Regions from separate parts of the Mus musculus genome. Here regions 1 and 2 are each linked to region 3. A link is a contact called in public Hi-C and promoter capture Hi-C data. All regions are on one chromosome and are shown on one strand. The core of a region is the stretch at or near the end of the contact, and the rest is flanking DNA. Distances in the headings are between cores, read along the strand shown.

Region 1 (2,700 bases), core at 67-2,566, 160 kb before region 3:
TTAAGTTACCTAAGCACTTTGTGGCTTAAATGGGCCCCCAAGCTACAGCTGGCGTCACATGCTATCTCCCTTTAATTTTCTCTAGTTAAAAACAAGATCTCAGTCCCAGAATGCTTATTCTTTTTCACACTCAAAGAAACCCAAGAGCACATACTCACCCCATCTAGTCGATCAGGTTTTTTGTCTCTTCTTCTCCCACACCCCCTCCCCCTCTTCCTCCTTTTTCCTTTTGATCCATCGTGCAGCAATCAACTGTAATGATCTAGTAGCAACCCCGCCCACTCCTTAAGACAGCTGTGATGACTGCTAGGGGACCTTCCATGGTTCAGTTTCAGTCTAGAGAAGATAGGAGACAGCAGAATCAACAGTCTGCAATCCCTGGCCAAACTAAGGCTTTGAGGCACCACTTCCTTCTCAGATGATTTGCATAATTTGGATCTATTTTCCAAGTTCCCTTTCAGTATCTTGTTTTGAAAGGAGGGCTCAGGGTGTGTCATCAGAACAAAAGGTTGATGCTGCCTGTCGACTCCTGCTAAATAATGCATTTGGAAAGAGAGACACCAGGAGACACCAAGGCTTCTTGGCTTCTGCTTATCAGCCTAGACTCAGTTTAATTTCCCAGTTCACACTTCCAAAATCTGGGCAGCAGCAATGTCTAGTTAGCTACATGACCACGTCCTTCAGGGTGGTGGGCGAGGGCAGCTGGGCAATAGAAGGCTGCTAGTTTGTGTTGATTGTGTGGCCTGGCCTGAAGAGCCTCCTGGGACCAGCGGTGGTGTGCAAATTAAAGTCGGCCTGGCCTGAAGGTCAGCAGCCGTCCCCCAGCAATGACTGGCCGTCCCAGCCCACTGCCCTTGAGAAATTGGTATACTGCAAAACATATTTGCTCAGACACAGAGAGAAAACGATTCTTCACCTAATTACATCCATTTGGCTCTGGACACATAGATCCGGTCCCTTTATGAGGAAACAAAGCAAGCAAGAAAGAGACGACCACACTTCTCTGTTTCTAAAAATCTCTCCAGATGTTCTATGGGCAAGCTGTGTGACAGAAGTGAGATGGTATGCCCGTGTGCTTTGTGAATATACATGCTACATAAACAGAGGTGGCAGAAAGCCAAATCATTGCAACCTACTGTAAGACTTCCTTACACAGATAGTGTAGACAGGATTCATCTACAGATGGCTTCTAACCACTAATGCCTTCTCACTAGCCTGTGGCAAAACAGCATTCTCTCTCTGTCGCAGAGGCCTCTGAGCCTGGCAGTTCAGCCTTCAACTCTTTAAGGCCATGTCTTTATTCATTGGCAGAAAAGGCTGTGTTAGCCAAGCATTTCACATGTAAGTGACATCATTAACTAAGAGCCGAATCAATGGGAAGAGGAACCCAGAGGAATGTTCCAGAAGTAACTATGTCATAGTCTGGGATCCATACAACCTTGGGATTTCAGTCTAAGGAGTCTGGTATTTTCAAGTTTGGAGGGGCAAAAACAGAAAGTAGTTTTGCACAAGGAGGTCACAGAGCCTTTGTCTGCTCCGAGGTCTAACCAGACAGTCACCTTCAATCCTTGTCTAATTCTTCCCCGTTCTCATTCCATCTACATTTGCTCCTCCAATTCTATCTTTTTACATCATTCATTGACACTAAAATATGACATTTTTCTCAGGTTTAGTTATCTTTTAACAGAAATCAATGCTAAAGAGATAAAACTCAGCACATATCTCAGACCTTGGTCATGGACGAATGTCAGGTCATGCCAGCTTTTCCGGCATTGCCGAGCAGCCAGGCCTAATAGAGGTCACCACTCCCCCTGACCTGTGCTGGGGTCCCAGCACCATTGCCTATGGCTACAGCTTTCTATCTGTAGTCATGCAAAAGGCTAGAAATCATCTCCAGCATTTGATCCCGGAGCCCTGTGAAAATATGGTCTCAAAGAAATAAGGGTAAGAGGACAGGGAGAGCGGCTTTTGGCCCTCACCTCCCCCAAATTCACCTGAAAAGAAGGTGCTCATTACCACACAGTTACCACGAGGAGGAGCCTTGCAGAAAGCAGCAGAGTCTTTCTCAGAAAGGCTTTTGAAACCCCCCAGTTTAATGGGATTGTACAGCTTAAGAACAAAGAGTTACAAAACCCTAATGTGCCGCTTACGACGTTATCGCCAACCTAGTTTCCAGTCTTTAAGGGAGCACGGTGGCTTTTCTAGTTATTTTGTCTTAATTTGCAAGCAGTCCTGGCTGAATTGTTCATTTATTTCTAAGATCATGTCGTTAGTTACAAGGTTAAGATTCAAACGGGCAGGGGAGAAGAAAAAGGCTAGCTGCTAGCAAGAAAAATGGATCCTGTGACCTTTAGCAAGCATTTTGGTTGCAAGGCACGGGTTTCATTACAGCTAATGGTGAGAGCAAACACGGGCAGGAGTGGGCCCTTCACCTTCAGCCCCACGGGAGTCCCAGCTGCAGGTTCTATCTGGCTCTCCCACCTGCACAGCCGGAGCACCTTTGGGTCTCATTCTAGAAGAGTTTTCTCTTTGTTCTTGACCATAAGCATGTCTTATTCTTGAGACCATAGTGCACCCCTAAAAACAGGCTTGTCTGCCTGGATTCATGAGTTCAACCTTAAGAGAACAATTTTATTCAAATGATGTATACTAATATTTAGCTCGGAAAGAAAGTAGTACTAAAAAAGAGGAAAAAAGGGA
Region 2 (2,700 bases), core at 116-2,615, 210 kb before region 3:
GAAATGGGATCTTCAAAGGTAAAATTTTGATAAGAATGTCATGGTTAGATGATCTTAGGATTAGTCTGGTTCAAAAACAAGGACCCACTGAAATTATTATCTGTCTAGTGACACACACATTACTGCATTTCCCTTGTTCTGTTACCTCACAGAAAATATCTCTGTAGGATATTTTCCTGGCTTTCCATTCATTTTTTTGCAAGTAGACAGTGTTTTAGTGATGCTGATCTTGCTCATACACCTTTTTGTTTCTACTCTAACTGGTACACCGCCAGCATTCCTACAAGGGTGTCCACCACTAAGACCAGCACTTTTCATACCTTTGTTTCAGCCAGCAAGATTTTAAGAGTCATTAAAGCTAATTTGCATATTCTTAAGGAAATCACCTTTTGGATTAAATTGGCCAAATAACTAAGATGATATTTTTCTACACTCACAATCAACCAAGCTGATAAAATAGGGTTTTAAAAGATGTGTTTTATATGTTATGCATGGATTCTGTATATATATGTATATATATATATATATATATATATATATATATATATATATATATACACACACATGAGTGCAAAGGCTTGTGGGAGCAGAATCTACCTACAAACAATATGAGCAGGTGCCATTCAAACAGAAGGTAAGCATATGCATGACTGGAAGAAAAGTCAAATCAAGACAAGCTCACTCCTACAGGGTGTAGAATTCTGTCCAAGAAGGTAAATAAAAGCAGGGTAATGGAGCTGGAGAGATGACTCAGTGGGTAAGAAAGGACACGATGACCTAAGTTAGAGTCCCCAGAACCCACAGTGGGATAAGTCAGTGGTCAGTTCTTTCCCTTAGCATAGACTCTAAGTCTCTGGTATATAAATCAGCTCTCATTCTCTGAGTGAACCTCTTTGTTTCTAAGGCTTCTTCTCTATTCTCAGTTTTTTCTGGTATCATATGTGTGCTCACTGAGGACATCCAGCATGCTAGACCTTGGTCTTAGGACTCTTGCATGGATTTATCTGTCAGTACTAGATGAAGCAGCTGTGTTTTCTAACCCCATTTTACAGATGTGAAAACTAAATTATCCAGAGGCTAAATTGTCTGGAATCACACATCTATGAGAAAGATGGATTCTAATGCAAGAAGTAAATCTCCATGCCAACATGCTGAGCCAAGACTCTGAGATTCCTCTCTGTCAATTGATGGTTTGCTCTCCTCCTCTGTGTAATGCTATTGGGAAGACTGAGTATCATTTCAGCATTTGTATTAGCATTCAATCTGTGCCCTGGCTGCATGGCTCTGACAAGCTCTGATAATAGTGACTGTGAGATCTGATCCAGCCACATCAGATCTTGCTGGGACCTCAGGCATTGGACTCAGTCCCAGACAATAAACCCAGTAGGCAGAGGAGCCAAACCCCAGCAGCAGCAAGCAGTCCTCTTCCTTTGGCCATGCACCCAGGAAGCATTTCGACTTCTGGAAAAGAAAGAAGAAATCCTAAAAGGAGAAAGGGGGTGGGGACATCATGCCTTAGGAAGAGAGTGAAGGAAGCAATAGGAAGGTGGATCTTTCTTTTTTTTTTCTCTCTCTCAAGAATCTCTGGGTATGAGGAGGGGTGGGAGAGAGAGAGAGAGAGAGAGAGAGAGAGAGAGAGAGAGAGAGAGAGAGAGAGAGAAGCAGCGGCAGCGGCACCAGCAGGGAATGCTGGAGGGTGGACTTCAGTGGCTGAAGTATCTACCATTGACCAACAAGGTAAATCAAATCTGCTGCCAATACATTCTTCTGCCGTCCAGATAAAAACGGCAGACTAAGCCGCTGAACTTTCACCCTTCACCCCCGCTCTTCAAGCCAAAGTACAGATTAAAAAAAATCAATAACCCCAATCGATGGGAAAATATTTTTAGTCTCTAACTGAACGATATGTTTTGACAAGGCCAAGGAGGAGCACAAAAGAATGGCAAAAGATAAAAGACAGAAAATTAGGAATTTTCTTTATTAGGCGAGTTGGAAGCACCAATCGCTCTCTCTGTCCCCCAGTGACATCCGTCCAAATTACCTAGCAGTAAAGAAATACAGTGTAAGGAGATGGATTTACAAAATGGAATGATTCGCCACTATGCACCTTACAACCTGCGATTGCTACCGCTTTCCGTTACCATTCTCAAGAAAGCAACCCAGAAATGCCTGCGTTCAGAACACAGAAGCATATCCCCTAAGCAGAAAGTGCAAACAATGAATCTGCCGAGTTCTCCGCCCCCACCCCAACCTGAACGCACATCCACCACTAAACACGTCAGAAAGCGTTTAGAATCCTTCCAATTTGGCTCCATTTCCTCACAAAATATCCACTGTTTTTCATAACCCAGGACCCTGGAGGCACTTTCATAACTGAGCAAATTAAACACATCGTATCACTGGGTCTTGTGAAGCCTTGAGCAGTGATTTATTTTTGTGCCTCACCCGAGCCTGCTGTATTTTCTAAAATTATTTCACTTTTTCCCACCTCTATTGAATAAAAGTAATGAAGAAGCATGGTACCCAAAAGAATATAAACAGGAGTCACACAGCAAGGTCGTTCGTTTATGCACAAGAAAATTTTGGAGCCAGGGAACAGCCCTAACAACCAATTAACATGTTCAATTATTTATGCCCGTCACGATTGGTAAAGAGATAGATTTATGGGATTCAAAGAATCTATAGAAACCCGATAGACTG
Region 3 (2,700 bases), core at 51-2,550:
CGCTGACCCGGCCGTAACTGCCAAGGGCCTGACAATGGGCACATCTGTCCTTTCTCCAAGGGATAAAAGCACCTAAGCAGACAAGGCTCTGCCTTTTGTTACGGACTTTTTTCTTTCTTTCTTTTGTAAATAAAAGAAAGCCGCGGCATGTGGCGGCCGGGTGTGTGTCCCACACTGGGGGCCTCCCCACGCGTCCCCACCAGGCTGAAGGCCCGGGTTCAATTCCGGATTGGAGCGTGACTGTGACAGGGGCACAATTATGCCCAAAGCTGAATTGATTTTCAAATCTGGAGGCTTCTTGCAGGGACGCCAGGAAAAGGAAAGCGTCCCTGCGGTCCAAGCCGCTCGGCTCAGCCGCGTGCACTCTGCCTGCGTGGGGTACTTCTTCCAAGCCTCTAGGTTCTTTTCTAGAAAGGCTGTGGAGTAACTAAAAAACCAGCTCCGTCCCCCCCCCCCCGCCCCCTTCCATGCTAACCAGGCCCTCTCTCCTGTCTCCCTCAGTATCCCCCAAGCAGAGTTATCCAAAGTGGGAGAGCTATCTTAATTGGGAGCAAAGTGACAGACCTTCTTTGAGGTCTGGGACAGTGAGGGGTGGCCTCGATCTGAGTGCTCCTCACTGAGCACAGATTCCTGAGTGCTCCTCGGCCCCGGGCTCAGATGGAGAAAGGTAGTTCGAGGAGTACTTGAGAGGATCATGGATGGCAGTTCGGGATACAGCGTCCCGACCTAGGCCTTCAGGGTATATACACGTCCCAAGTCCCCGTAGGACAACTATTTAAGGACAGTGAATGAGTTGGTCTCCAGCGATCCTCTAGGGAATAAAGCCCAATGGGCGAGTGGGCTTTGGGCCATGACATAGTTTCTACTCCCCGCCGGTAACCTGTACCGGGAACTAGCAACTCAGACTCAGGGGCTCTGGTTCTCAAACCTAGCTGGCTCACGGTGACAGAAACCAGGCAAGAAAGTCCGGATGGAAAGAGAGAGGGAGGTAGTGAGGAAGACCAGGAGGTAGCAAGTCTCCGAGGACTGTGGAGGCGGCTCCAGGTCGCACTCTGCGCGCGTCCCGTGCACGTGCTCACTGATCCCGGGCCATTCGGCGCCGCTGAGAAAGCTCTGTCCCCCCCACCCCCACCCCACCCCCTCGGTTCATTTGTGCTGGGACGTCACGGAGCGCTGGGACCGAGGGGGCGGGGCCTGGAAGCGCGCATGCGCGCTACGCCCGGCGGGCGTGAGGGCGGGCAGCGGCAGCGGCGGCGGCTACGGAATCGCAGCCACAGTCTGCAACAGTAACCGAGCCATGGCTCGAGCTGGCGGGCGGCACAGGCAGGCAGCAGCCGCGGCAGGCGCACGGGCCGCGTCAAGGGAGCCTGGGGCAGCAGGATTCTAAGAAGAGGGGCGAGAGGGGGCCGGGCTGGGTGGGCTAGGGGTACCGCGCTCTCCCAACAGCACGGGTCCTTTTTGGAAATTAATATTAAAAGAAAAAAAAAAGACAGAGGGGAAGGTGGGAGCAAGAGAGAAGGCAAGACACACACAGAGAGAGCGAGAGACACAGATCCCCACAGTGAGAGGAAGAAAGGCCACAGTCGCAGGCAGCCGATGTGAAGACTGGACTCCTTGCGCCCCTCGCCGCCTCTGCCCGGCCACATCGATGTTGCAGCCCGCTCGCCCGCATCACGATGAACGCACAGCTGACCATGGAGGCGATCGGCGAGCTGCACGGGGTGAGCCATGAGCCGGTGCCCGCCCCTGCTGACCTGCTGGGCGGCAGCCCTCACGCGCGCAGCTCCGTGGGACACCGCGGCAGCCACCTGCCTCCCGCGCACCCGCGTTCCATGGGCATGGCGTCCCTGCTGGACGGCGGCAGCGGAGGCAGCGATTACCACCACCACCACCGCGCCCCTGAGCACAGCTTGGCTGGCCCCCTGCACCCCACCATGACCATGGCCTGTGAAACTCCCCCAGGTATGAGCATGCCCACCACCTACACTACCTTAACCCCTCTGCAGCCGCTGCCGCCCATCTCCACCGTGTCCGACAAGTTCCCTCACCATCATCACCACCACCATCACCACCACCACCCACACCACCACCAGCGCCTGGCGGGCAACGTGAGCGGTAGTTTCACACTTATGCGGGATGAGCGCGGGCTGGCCTCTATGAATAACCTCTATACCCCCTACCACAAGGACGTGGCTGGCATGGGCCAGAGCCTCTCGCCCCTCTCTGGCTCCGGTCTGGGCAGCATTCACAACTCCCAGCAAGGACTTCCCCACTATGCTCATCCCGGCGCGGCTATGCCCACCGACAAGATGCTCACCCCAAATGGCTTTGAAGCCCACCACCCTGCCATGCTCGGTCGCCACGGGGAGCAGCACCTCACGCCCACCTCGGCCGGCATGGTACCCATCAACGGCCTTCCTCCGCACCATCCTCATGCCCACCTGAATGCCCAGGGCCACGGACAGCTCCTGGGCACAGCCCGAGAGCCCAACCCTTCGGTGACCGGCGCGCAGGTCAGCAATGGAAGTAATTCAGGGCAGATGGAAGAGATCAATACCAAAGAGGTGGCGCAGCGTATCACCACCGAGCTCAAACGTTACAGCATCCCACAGGCCATCTTCGCGCAGAGGGTGCTCTGCCGTTCCCAGGGGACCCTTTCGGACCTGCTGCGAAACCCCAAGCCCTGGAGCAAACTCAAGT

What was found. Promoter capture Hi-C pulls out the DNA fragments that hold promoters and counts their contacts. A called contact is a pair of places that touch in the nucleus more often than the background predicts.
Region 1: a Hi-C map of liver shows a contact between it and region 3, with 4 times the contacts expected there. The contact joins the enhancer-like site here to the promoter of Onecut1 in region 3. A contact is called at or near these places in 5 of 39 promoter capture datasets (hippocampal neurons, liver, second pharyngeal arch cranial neural crest and 1 more), 11 of 484 Hi-C or Micro-C datasets (the AML12 cell line, embryonic stem cells, liver and 1 more), 8 of 115 datasets of contacts at active chromatin or transcription factors (differentiating embryonic stem cells, embryonic hindbrain, embryonic midbrain and 5 more) and 1 of 9 other capture datasets (embryonic stem cells).
Region 2: a promoter capture Hi-C map of liver shows a contact between it and region 3, with 9 times the contacts expected there. The contact joins the enhancer-like site here to the promoter of Onecut1 in region 3. A contact is called at or near these places in 4 of 39 promoter capture datasets (hippocampal neurons, liver and stem cell-derived epiblast-like cells), 2 of 484 Hi-C or Micro-C datasets (both in liver), 7 of 115 datasets of contacts at active chromatin or transcription factors (differentiating embryonic stem cells, embryonic hindbrain, embryonic midbrain and 3 more) and 1 of 9 other capture datasets (embryonic stem cells).

What each region holds. Positions count from the first base shown.
Region 1 is chr9:74,700,890-74,703,589 of GRCm38.p6, forward strand. No RefSeq gene overlaps it. Among named protein-coding and RNA genes, the nearest start is that of Gm40533, 9.2 kb to the right of the region's middle. Within about 2 kb of position 1,317, at least 5 of the 459 cell types and tissues checked have an H3K27ac peak or open chromatin away from gene starts, as enhancers often do. A contact at or near this core is called in the AML12 cell line, hepatocytes and liver, where this site is marked.
Region 2 is chr9:74,654,781-74,657,480 of GRCm38.p6, forward strand. No RefSeq gene overlaps it. Among named protein-coding and RNA genes, the nearest start is that of Gm40533, 55 kb to the right of the region's middle. Within about 2 kb of position 1,366, at least 6 of the 459 cell types and tissues checked have an H3K27ac peak or open chromatin away from gene starts, as enhancers often do. A contact at or near this core is called in hepatocytes and liver, where this site is marked.
Region 3 is chr9:74,860,621-74,863,320 of GRCm38.p6, forward strand. It overlaps Onecut1 (one cut domain, family member 1), which reads left to right and starts at 1,301. Exons shown (of 2, transcript NM_008262.3): 1 at 1,301-2,700. The coding sequence starts at 1,677. Gm33562 (a long non-coding RNA gene) reads right to left here and starts at 2,516. Exons shown (of 4, transcript XR_870924.1): 1 at 2,442-2,516.